Linked DNA regions of Pan troglodytes: region 1 is linked to region 2. The links are chromatin contacts, called in public HiChIP or PLAC-seq maps. All regions are on one chromosome and are shown on one strand. The core of a region is the stretch at or near the end of the contact, and the rest is flanking DNA. Distances in the headings are between cores, read along the strand shown. Region 1 holds the start of DYM (dymeclin). Region 2 holds the start of SMAD7 (SMAD family member 7).

Region 1 (5,377 bases), core at 2,846-5,345, 500 kb before region 2:
ACTTGGTCTTAATTTGGCTCATTGGCATAACAGAAAATAAGTCTAATCATGCCCCCCTGAGGATGGTTCTACTTATCACAAGTCTCCTCTTAGTCTAGTTCTTCATACTCAGTTCCTTCAGCCCTTCCACATGGGACGTAATTTCCAGATCTCTCACCATTCTGACTGCCCTTCCCAGGACAGGTTCTGTTTGACCTTCATCCCTCCTTGGAGGAGTGGCCAGGTGCTGGCAACTAAGACATGCGAGCTGTCCACCATCTGGATTATGCAGATGAACTAACATTGAAAATGACACGCTACATGCATTACTTAATTTCGTTCTCACGGCACCTTCATGAGGAGAAAACTGAGGCTCAGAGATGTTAAGTAGCTTTCCCCAAATCGTTTAGCTCAGAAATTGTGGAACCAGAATTCAACCCAGATCTGTCTGACTCCAAAGTCTGCTCTTCTTTCTTGGGGAAGTGGAAGCCTGACTGCTGTTCTTGGAACAGCCTCAAGACAATAATCTGGGGACTGTCTTGGTCCTGCTTGCAGAGGGTCCTTCTGTTACGTATGGGTCCTTTCTGGCCCTTTAGCTTCTACAAAGAAAGTCAGTCCCCCTCCAGCTCTAAAGACACATGAAGTCTGTTTGCAGTCCAGACCTTGCAAACTTGTAGTTATAGAAACCTCAGAGGCCTACCAGGGCTTGAAGGATATTTGGCTCCACTTTACATCTCCATTCTTCTTTTCCTCCTGTTTTTAATGTAACCTGTAATCCTAGCAATTTGGGAGGCTGAGGCAGGTGGATCACCTGAGGTCAGGAGTTCAAGATCAGCCTGGCCAACATGGTGAAACTCCGTCTCTACTAAAAATATAAAAATTAGCTGGGCTAATTTTTAATTAGTGTGGTGGCCCGCGCCTTTATTCCCAGCTACTCAGGAGGCTGAGGCAGGAGAATTGCTTGAACCTGGAAGGCGGAGATTGCAGTGAGCTGAGATTGTGCCATTGCACTCCAGCCTTGGCAACAAGAGTGAAACTCCGTCTCAAAAAAAAAAATAGTATTCTGTCCACCACGTGGAATAATGTAATATTTAGTAATAAGAACAGCTGCAAGGTGTAGAGAGTTACCGTATATCCATCACCCAGCTTTCCTTAACGTTAACATTTTATATAACCACAGCATCATTTTGTCAAAACTAGGTAATCAGCATTGGTACAATACTGTTAACTAAACTCTAAACTTCATTTAGGTTTCATCAGGCTTTCCACTATTGCCTTTTTCAATTCCAGGATGCAGTCCAGGATATCCTATTGGATTTAGTGGAAGGATTTCATACATTTTCTATTGCTGTTCCTGCACTAACTAGACACTGAAGTTGTCAAGTCAGCCAAAGTTATCATAATACTTTTTTTTTTTTTTTTTTTTTTTGAGATGCAGTCTCACTCTGTCACCCAGGCTGGAGTGCAGTGGGGCGATCTTGGCTCACTGCACCCTCTGCCTCCCAGGTTCAAGCAATTCTCCTGCCTCAGCCTCCTGAGTAGCTGGGACTGCAGGCCTGCACCACCACACCTGGCTAATTTTTTTTTTTTTTTTTTTGTATTTTTAGTAGAGACGGGGTTTCACCATGTTGGCCAGGCTGATCTTGAACTCCGGAACTCAGGTGATCCGCCCACCACGGCCTCCCAAAGTGCTGGGATTACAGGCGTGAGCCACCACACCCGGCCATCATACTTCTGCAGGCAGTTTTGAAAGTTGGTGTCCAAGGATAATAATTTGCACATTACATGTACAAAAAAGGTGCATAAGGACTGCTACTCTAACTCAACGCTTCCTACGTAGTAAAAAATATTCCTAATCTTATCTTCCGATTTATGACATTTGCCTAGCAACATTGTAACATTTGCCTAGGAACACAGGCAAGACTGTTTATTTCAAGTCATCCAAAAATGACCAAAGGGAGACGATGTAAAATTTCACTAATAGGATCCCCTTAAAATAAAATATTTTGCTTCTTGGGTCTATAAAGCCAGTTCTGAGGAGATGCTCACAACTGTTGCTGAGTCAGTCTGGGGAAAGTAGACTGTGTGCCAGGCAATATTAAAAAATATTTTGAGTTAGGTTTTCATGCCTGAGTCTCTTTTTTTATTTTTTATTTTTTTGAGACAGAGTCTGGCTCTGTCACCCAGGCTGGAGTGCAGGGGTATGATCTCGACTCGTGGCAACCTCCACCGTCTGGGTTCAAGTGATTCTCTTGCATCAGCCTCCTGAGTAGTTGGGGCTACAGGCGCATGCCACCACACCAGGCTAATTTTTGTATTTTTCGTAGAGACGGGGTTTCGCCATGATGGGCAGGCTGGTCTCAAACTGCTGACCTCAGGTGATCTGCCTGCTTCGGCCTCCCAAAGTGTTGGGATCACAGGCATGAGTCACCACGCCCAGCCCTGAGTCTCTTTTTGCTGTAATTTTAAAATAAAATTGTACATGTACTTCATATTCCTTGCAGAAAAATTAGAAAACATAGGGAAAAACTAATTTTAACCACACAGGATCTCATTACCCAAAGTTGCAATATTGTTAATATTATTTGTCTTTTTTCCAACAGCACATATACATAGGTATTATAAATATTATAGTAAACATTATATTACATGTTATATTAATATATCATTTAATATACTAATATAAATATTATATTAAGTGGCAAAACCACAATTAGTTTTGCACCAACCTAATATAATTCACTTATGAAAATTTGATACTATATATGTTTCCACTCAGTGTATCATGAAAATGTTTTCAAATAAATATGCATCCGTAGCATTCTTTACAATGACTGCATAGTAGTGTCTATGGCTTTTTAGTTAGGTAGTTTGGGTTTTTTTTTTTTTTTTTTTTGAGACAGTGTCTCGTTCTGTTGCCCAGGGTAGAGTGCAATGGTGAGATTATGGCTCACTGAAGCCTCAATCTCCCGGGCTCAAGCGATTTTCCCACGTCAGCCTCCCGAGTAGCCGGGACCGAGGGTGTGCCAACCACTCCCAGCTAATTTTTGTATTTTTTGTTGAGACAGTGTATCGCTATGTTGCTCAGGCTGGTCCTTCCGAACTCCTGGGCTCAAGTGATCCTCCCACCTTAGCCTCCCAAAGTATTGGGATTACAGGCCTGAGCCACAGGGCCCAGTCTACTTTGGGTTTTAATATGTTTTCCTGTCATAATTCTGCAAGCTCAGTGAATGTACTGGCAGTCTATGCTAGAAAAGAATATCTAATATTTGTATAGTACTTTACAGAGTACACTGGCACATATTGACTATATAATGGGAATAACGGTGCTATCTGTTCCATAGGGTCATTTTGCGAAATAATAGTGCATGGCAAATAGAAAATAATCCATAATGTGAATTGTTATTACTACAGTCATGTCAACATTTCCTGTAATGGCAGAATCATCATCATGTATATATTTTAGGTGAGGAAACTGGCTGAGAGAGGTAAAGTAATTGCTCAAAGACGTCAGTGTGGAAACCTCAGCTCATTTGACTTCAAATTCCATAGTTTTGGCACTATCTCATATTGCTACTCTTTCCCGTGGGACCTGTCCTTTCCGACAACTTTGCAGGCAGGGCTAGCCCTGCCAGCTGCCTCCATCAAAAATTATTTTGCTATTTCTCAATTCTCCAGAATCCCACACAATATTGCTTGACTTTGGGATGGTTATTCAGCTGCAATTAACAGAGGCCTTAATAAGGTTAAGCCGCCAGAACGAGCGGTGTAGCAATGAGCGAGGACTCTAGCACCTGGCAGGTGAGGTTGACTCTAGCACCCGGCAGGTGAGGTTTTTGCGCTTCTCTCTCTCTCTTTTTTTTTTTTTTTTTGAGAAGAGTCGAGCTCTGTCGCAAGGCTGGAGTGCAGTGGCCCGATCTCGACTCACTGCAATCTCCGCCTCTCGGGTTCAAACGATTCTCCTGCCTCAGACGCTACTTTTTGACTCACTGCAATCTCCGCCTCTCGGGTTCAAACGATTATCCTGTCTCAGACAGCTACTTTTTGTATTTTTAGTGGAGACGGGGTTTCACCATGCTGGCCAGGATGGTCTCGATCTCCTGACCTCGTGATCCGTCCACCTCGGCCTCCTAAAGTGCTGGGATTACAGGCGTGAGCCACCGCGCACGGCCGTTTTTGCGCTTCTCGATTTCGCCACGTGGCTTTGCGGTAGCCCAGGAGGTACTAGGAGGGCGGAGGCACGAATAACACCCAAAGGACTACAGTTTCCAGAAGCCCGCGCGCGCCGCGTGTCACGTGACCGCCTGGCTGGCGCGCGCGCCTGGGGGTCTGGTCCCTAGCCGCGTTCTCGGTCGCTTCCCTCTTCTCTCGCCGCCTCCTGGCCTCCGCACCGACGCGGCCCGGGCTGGAGCCGAGCCGGGGCCGAGCTGCAGGCCGAACCGGAGCCGGATCTGTACCCGCTGAGACGTGGAAACATGGAGGCCTGAGCCGGTGTGCGCCACCTGGGGCTGCGGCGGCGACAGCGACTTCTCCTGACCCCTCTGCCACCCGCCCATCCGTCCGCGGGTCCGTGGAGCTGGAGCAGATCCCCCAGCCGGCTGAGACAGGTGGGCTGTAGCGCCGCCCCCCTCAGCGCGGCCCGGCCCGAAAGCCTGGCTGTCCCCGGCCTCCTGTCAGAGGGGGTCAGGGGCCACCCTCCGCAACCCGGCCAGCGCCCCGGGGCGGCGGCGAAGGGACCCTCCCTTCCCTGCCCGCGGGCGCCTGGGCCACCCGGAGGGGCTGTGCTGACAGCCGACGGACCTCTGTCGGAGTCCGCTGTTGGGAGTTGGGGGATACCGAAGGCCAAGTCGGTGCTTCCGGAGATGGGGCGGTGTTGGTCTGACAAATGGGCGTGTGATGGGCAGGGTGAGCAATAGCTGTTGGGTTTTTCTTCTTTTTACATTCATAGTTTATCGAGGTATAATTAACATATCAGAAAATTAACCCTTTAAAAGTACAACTCAGTGGTTTTTAGTATATTCACAGGGTTGAGCAGCCATCACCACCGTTAACTCCAGAGCATTTTTTAATCACCCCCCCGCCCCAAAGAAGCTCGTACCCATTAGCAGTCACTCCTCCTTCTCTCCCCTACACTACTGATCTACTTTCAGTCGCCGTGGATTTGCCTGAGCAATTGTGTTTTGACTGAAAAGTGAAAGGGTGGGTGTTTGTGAACTGGGGGCAGTAGTGGGGTTTGAGGGTATTGGTGTGGTAAAGCTGATTGGATAAAGCTGTTCTCTACTGAACAGGGGTAGAGAAGTGATGGGATGATTGTAATCGGCCAGCAAAGCGGGTACCCAGGATAGACTGATTGGGGGCACAGATGGAGTGAGATCCTTGAAAGAGGAGAGGGGAAGTT
Region 2 (5,276 bases), core at 1,479-3,978:
AGATTATTTTAAGGCCAGGTGCAGTGGCTCACGCCTGTACTCCCAGTACTTTGAGAGGCCGAGGCAGGTAGATCACTTGAGGTCAGGAGTTCCACATCAGCCTGGCCAACATGGTTAAACCGCGTCACTACCAAAAAATACAAAAATTAGCCAGGTGTGGTGGCGCGCGCCTGTAGTCCCAGCTACTCCGGAGGCTGAGGTGGGAGAATCGTTTGATCTGGGGAGGCAGAGGCTGCAGTGAGCCGAAATCGAGCCACTGGACTCTAGCCCGGGTGAAGAGTGAGACTCTAAAAAAAAAAAAAAAAGAAAGAAAGAAAGAAAAAAAGATTCTTTAAAGCCCCCAATGAGTTTCACTGCTGGCCTGATCTCACAATTCTCAATGGCTTTTTAAAAAAATCGTATTTCACTGAATATGAAGTGAGGTTAGATCACCATGCCAACTAGTGGCCTCATCAATACTGATGTGTGTGTATTTAAATCATTACGTTTCTCGGAGCCATCAGCTTTCACGCTGTAAATGCGTTTATGCTCTAGCAATGCCATGCCCGTTTCTATGCAGTAACCCGCCAGCTTGGGTATATGTTTCTTCGGGACCTGGGGTCAAGGAATAAACTCTCTGACTCTAAGCACCTTGAAAGCTACGAGGCCCAGAAACAAGGCCTGCATGCAAATGAATGCCCTAGGCAGGTCTGCTCGCTGGGTAACCTTCCCGCGCCGGGAGGCAGGGTGGCGGGTGGCGGAGGTCTTCCGGGCCCGGGAGGAAACCTGCCCGCGGCGCGCAGGCGAGCCCCCACCCCCGCTCCCCTTCTCCCGCCGGGATGCTGCCCCTCGCAGCTCGTCAGCCGGCCAAATGCATTCCAGAGCTGTGCACAAGACACACTTCTCCAGGCAGTCCTAGAAACCGGAGCCCGGAGCTGAGAGGGCGGGAGGGAGCGCGCGGCCGCCGCTGAGGTCATATTCACGCCGCCTCCCCGCCCTCGGCGGCTGTTCCCCTCAGCGCACACTTCCCAGGGCCTCGGTCCAGTCCGGTATAAATGTCTTTTAAACCGAGACAGCGCTCTCCTCCCCTTGCCCTCGGGCGCGGCCAAGGGATCCACCGCCAGGGCCTTTAAAACAAAACCAATGAATGAAGCGCTAGGGCGAGCGCGCGCGAGATGGCCATCGCGAAACCCAGCCGGGTCGAAATCGGGCCACCGACCCGCTCGCTCAGCTCCAAAACTCGCGGCGAAGCCCGCTCGGTGCTCCCTGCTTTTCCAATTTCTCCATGGCTCCGGCCGGGGCTCAATCCATTCTGGGAGCTTCTCTGCCCCCCACCTATCTCTCTCCCCTCCATCGGTACCCCCTCTACAGACCCGGGAGGGGGTGGCGGTGGCGGGGGGTTGGGGGGAGAAATAGCTTTTAGAAACCCGATCTGTTGTTTGCGAAACACAATCGCTTTTTTTTTTTTTTTTAAAGCGACAGGGTGTCTAGACGGCCACGTGACGAGGCCGGAGCCGGGCGCGCCACTGCGCAGTGGAACCAGCCGAGCAGAGGGCCGGAGGGGGGGTGCGGGGGGGCGGGGAGGAGGCGGCGGCGGCTGCGGCGGCTGGGGGCGGGGGAGGGAAGGGGGAGGAAGGGGGAGGGAAGGGGGCGGGGGCGGGAGGCCTTGCGGGAGGCGGTGAGCCCCGGGCACACTCGCTTGCTGCTCGGCGCACGGAAGATCCTGTCCCCGAGCCGCGCCAGCCGAGCCAGCCGGGCGCCGTGCTCGGTCCGCTCGCCGCGCGGGAGAGAGCTGCCTGAGACAGAGCCAGTCCGCCGGCGCCGAGCCGCCGAGCGCCCGGCCCCTGAGCCCCTGAGTGCGGCGCGGCGAGCCCCTGGCGGCGGCAGAAGGACCGGAGCGCCAGGAGAGGGCGGACCGGGGACAAGGAGGCTCCCGGGCGCGACGAGGAGAGTCTCGGAGGAGGAGGCGCCGAGAGGACACCGGGGCCTCCTGCCGCCGCAGCTGGGTCGAGGCGAGCAGCCCATGCGGGGAGCCTCGGCGGCCAGCCGCGGCCAGGGGAAGGGACACCGGCGGCCCCTGCACTAGCAAGCAGCTTGTGCCCGGGGGGGCGAGAACGCGCGACCCGTCTGGGGCCCTCCGCCGCCGCCGCGCCACCCTCCCCCGCGCTGTCAGCCCCGCCGGGCTCAGCCGCCGCAGCAGCATCTTCTGCCCCTGCGCCCCCGCCAGCCTCGAGGAAGTCCCCGCCGAGGACCTGGGCCCCCAGGAGCGCAGGAGGAAAGACCAGAGACTCCCCTAAACCACCCAGATGCGCAGGATTGAAGCGGTCTAGCCAAAGCTTTCTGTGGATTAAAAAAATACACGATTTTTTTTTTTTTTTTGGCAGAAGAAAAGGAGAGGAAGACCAGCGGGGCTTTGCAAGGAAACGGGGGGATGTAACTCGTGGATACATTTTTCCACTCATCAAACATCTTGTTATACTTTGTAAACATTTTCTTTTTTTAAACCCCAGTTCCAGCCGGACGCCCCCAGACCTCTGAGGTTCGAGGAGGTGGTGGTTTTCATTTGGGGCTTTGCATATTTGGTTGTTAGGTTTTGCGAGAGCCTTCTTATTTTGCCAGACATCTCATGCGGGGTGAAGTCCACTCGGCCCCCTCCCCTGAGTCTTCGTGTGCACGGAATTCGAGGAGATCCGGTTACTAAGGATATAGAGGAAAAAAATAAATCGCGTGCTTGCTTTTTTTTTTTTAATTGCCTGCTTCTCCCCACCCCCAAATTAAGTTGCTTAGCAAGGGGGAAAGAGGCTTTTTCCTTCTTCCAACAGCCCAGCCGAACGCCTTTCGTTTTTTGCCCCCGCGGACCTTCCATGTAGGAAGCCGAGGCTGGCGAGCCCGACATTCGGGAGCCACTGCGGGGGGGCCTCTTTTTGGGGAGGCGCCGACGGGGGCAGGCTCGGCCGTCCCCAGGGAAGCGGCGGCCGGGTTCCTCCGGGGCGCGCCGGGGCCGGAGAGCCGCGCAGGGCGCGGGCCGCGCGGGGTGGGGCAGCCGGAGCGCAGGCCCCCGATCCCCGGCGGGCGCCCCCGGGCCCCCGCGCGCGCCCCGGTCTCCGGGAGACTGGCGCATGCCACGGAGCGCCCCTCGGGCCGCCGCCGCTCCTGCCCGGGCCCCTGCTGCTGCTGCTGTCGCCTGCGCCTGCTGCCCCAACTCGGCGCCCGACTTCTTCATGGTGTGCGGAGGTCATGTTCGCTCCTTAGCAGGCAAACGACTTTTCTCCTCGCCTCCTCGCCCCGCATGTTCAGGACCAAACGATCTGCGCTCGTCCGGCGTCTCTGGAGGAGCCGTGCGCCCGGCGGCGAGGACGAGGAGGAGGGCGCGGGGGGAGGTGGAGGAGGAGGCGAGCTGCGGGGAGAAGGGGCGACGGACAGCCGAGCGCATGGGGCCGGTAGCGGCGGCCCGGGCAGGGCTGGATGCTGCCTGGGCAAGGCGGTGCGAGGTGCCAAAGGTCACCACCATCCCCACCCGCCAGCCGCGGGCGCCGGCGCGGCCGGGGGCGCCGAGGCGGATCTGAAGGCGCTCACGCACTCGGTGCTCAAGAAACTGAAGGAGCGGCAGCTGGAGCTGCTGCTCCAGGCCGTGGAGTCCCGCGGCGGGACGCGCACCGCGTGCCTCCTGCTGCCCGGCCGCCTGGACTGCAGGCTGGGCCCGGGGGCGCCCGCCGGCGCGCAGCCTGCGCAGCCGCCCTCGTCCTACTCGCTCCCCCTCCTGCTGTGCAAAGTGTTCAGGTGGCCGGATCTCAGGCATTCCTCGGAAGTCAAGAGGCTGTGTTGCTGTGAATCTTACGGGAAGATCAACCCCGAGCTGGTGTGCTGCAACCCCCATCACCTTAGCCGACTCTGCGAACTAGGTGAGAAGTTGTCCCCCTACCCCCAACATTTTCCGGAGCGCCAGTGCTGGAAGAAAAGCCCCTAGGGCAGTGCGTTTGTGCAGCCATCCCTCCAGTGGGGAGTGTGCACACCCTCCTGGGAGAGTGTGCATACCCTCCTGGGAGAGTGTGCATACCCTCCTGGGAAGAGACTGGGGGCTGAAAGTAGAGAAGAGACAAGGGGAAACTCAAAGGGCATTCCCTGGGGGTTCCCTTCCAGGTTTTCTCCTGTGTTGCCCCGAAGGGGTCTACGGGCACTGCTCCTGCAGTCTGCGGTTAAAAATTAGACGCCTTCATTTCCGGATCAACAAGGGGGTGCAGAGGGAGGTGGGGGGGGTCACGCCTCCCCGCACCCGGAAAGACGTTGAGGTGTGTGGCCGAGTTGGATTTGGTCCAGGCCCGCCAAGGAAGGCTGGGAGAAGCGTGCTATAAAGGCTGGAAGGTCTCCGTATTTACTCCTTTAGTAAATACGGAGAATCACGTCGAACACCAGTGGCCCAGATACTGTCGTGGCCGCGCACCTTTGGAGTTTTGGGGCAAAGAGAGTTGGATGGAAGGCCGAACTGGGTATCTGTCTCCTTTCAACTCTGCCAGCCCCAGGGTGCAGAGGAACAAACAGGCAGGAGAAGTTGGGTGTCCCCTACTTTTTCCTTCCTTCCGCACAGATAAGTCTGTAGATTAGTGGGGCCCCGGCGCCTCAGTGACGTTGTCGCCTCTTACTGCGCTGGGGCCTGGGCTTCTCGGCTGAGACCCTGAAACTCCTTTCCTTTTATCCTCTCAGCTTTCTCCATTCCTTCCTTTACTCTACGTCTCTGTACACAGAGTGTGATGTGAGGGTTCACCCCGGGCGCCCGCAGATCCCCCACGTTCCCCAGCACGCTTGGGATGCATCTCCCCAGTGCGCTAGGAATGGGCAGCCCCGTGTCCCCCGCGCGAGTGCCGAGCGGACCGGCGGGGGCAGAGGTGAATTGCACGCCTGGGGGGCGGGCCGGGGCGGGGAGCCGAGGTTGCTGGGAGCTGGGTCTGGAGTCCGAGGACGGGGAGGGGGCATGGTCGCCCCCCGCCCTGTGAACTGTGAAGTGCGCGGCTCCGGCCGAGCCGGTGGTTTCCAGCCGGGCCAGCCGAGCGCGGCGGCTGCGGCCGCAGACGTGGAGGAGCGGAGCGCCGAGGCTGGCGCCAGGCGGCCTCTTTTGTTTATCTGACAGCTAAATATCAAGGCAATCACCGCCTCGCGGCCCTGCCTCCAACCCCCACAGCTAAGACAAACAGTTGGGCTAAAAGAATGCCTCTGTTATCATAAGTTTCTATCTCTCTTCTCATGGCTGGGCCTTTATTTTCTCTTGCTTTTTTAATTTCAGAGTCTCCCCCCCCTCCTTA

Evidence for each region. HiChIP or PLAC-seq counts read pairs in DNA pulled down with a chosen protein or histone mark.
Region 1: a contact with region 2 is called in an H3K4me3 HiChIP or PLAC-seq map of stem cell-derived excitatory neurons, with 2.5 times the contacts expected there. The contact joins the promoter of DYM here to the promoter of SMAD7 in region 2. A contact is called at or near these places in 1 of 1 datasets of contacts at active chromatin or transcription factors (stem cell-derived excitatory neurons) and 1 of 1 other capture datasets (stem cell-derived neural stem cells).

What each region holds. Positions count from the first base shown.
Region 1 is chr17:59,532,248-59,537,624 of NHGRI_mPanTro3-v2.0_pri, reverse strand. DYM (dymeclin) reads left to right here and starts at 4,095. Exons shown (of 17, transcript XM_001151222.8): 1 at 4,095-4,586.
Region 2 is chr17:59,027,172-59,032,447 of NHGRI_mPanTro3-v2.0_pri, reverse strand. SMAD7 (SMAD family member 7) reads left to right here and starts at 2,728. Exons shown (of 4, transcript XM_016933668.4): 1 at 2,728-3,881; 2 at 5,258-5,276. The coding sequence starts at 3,269.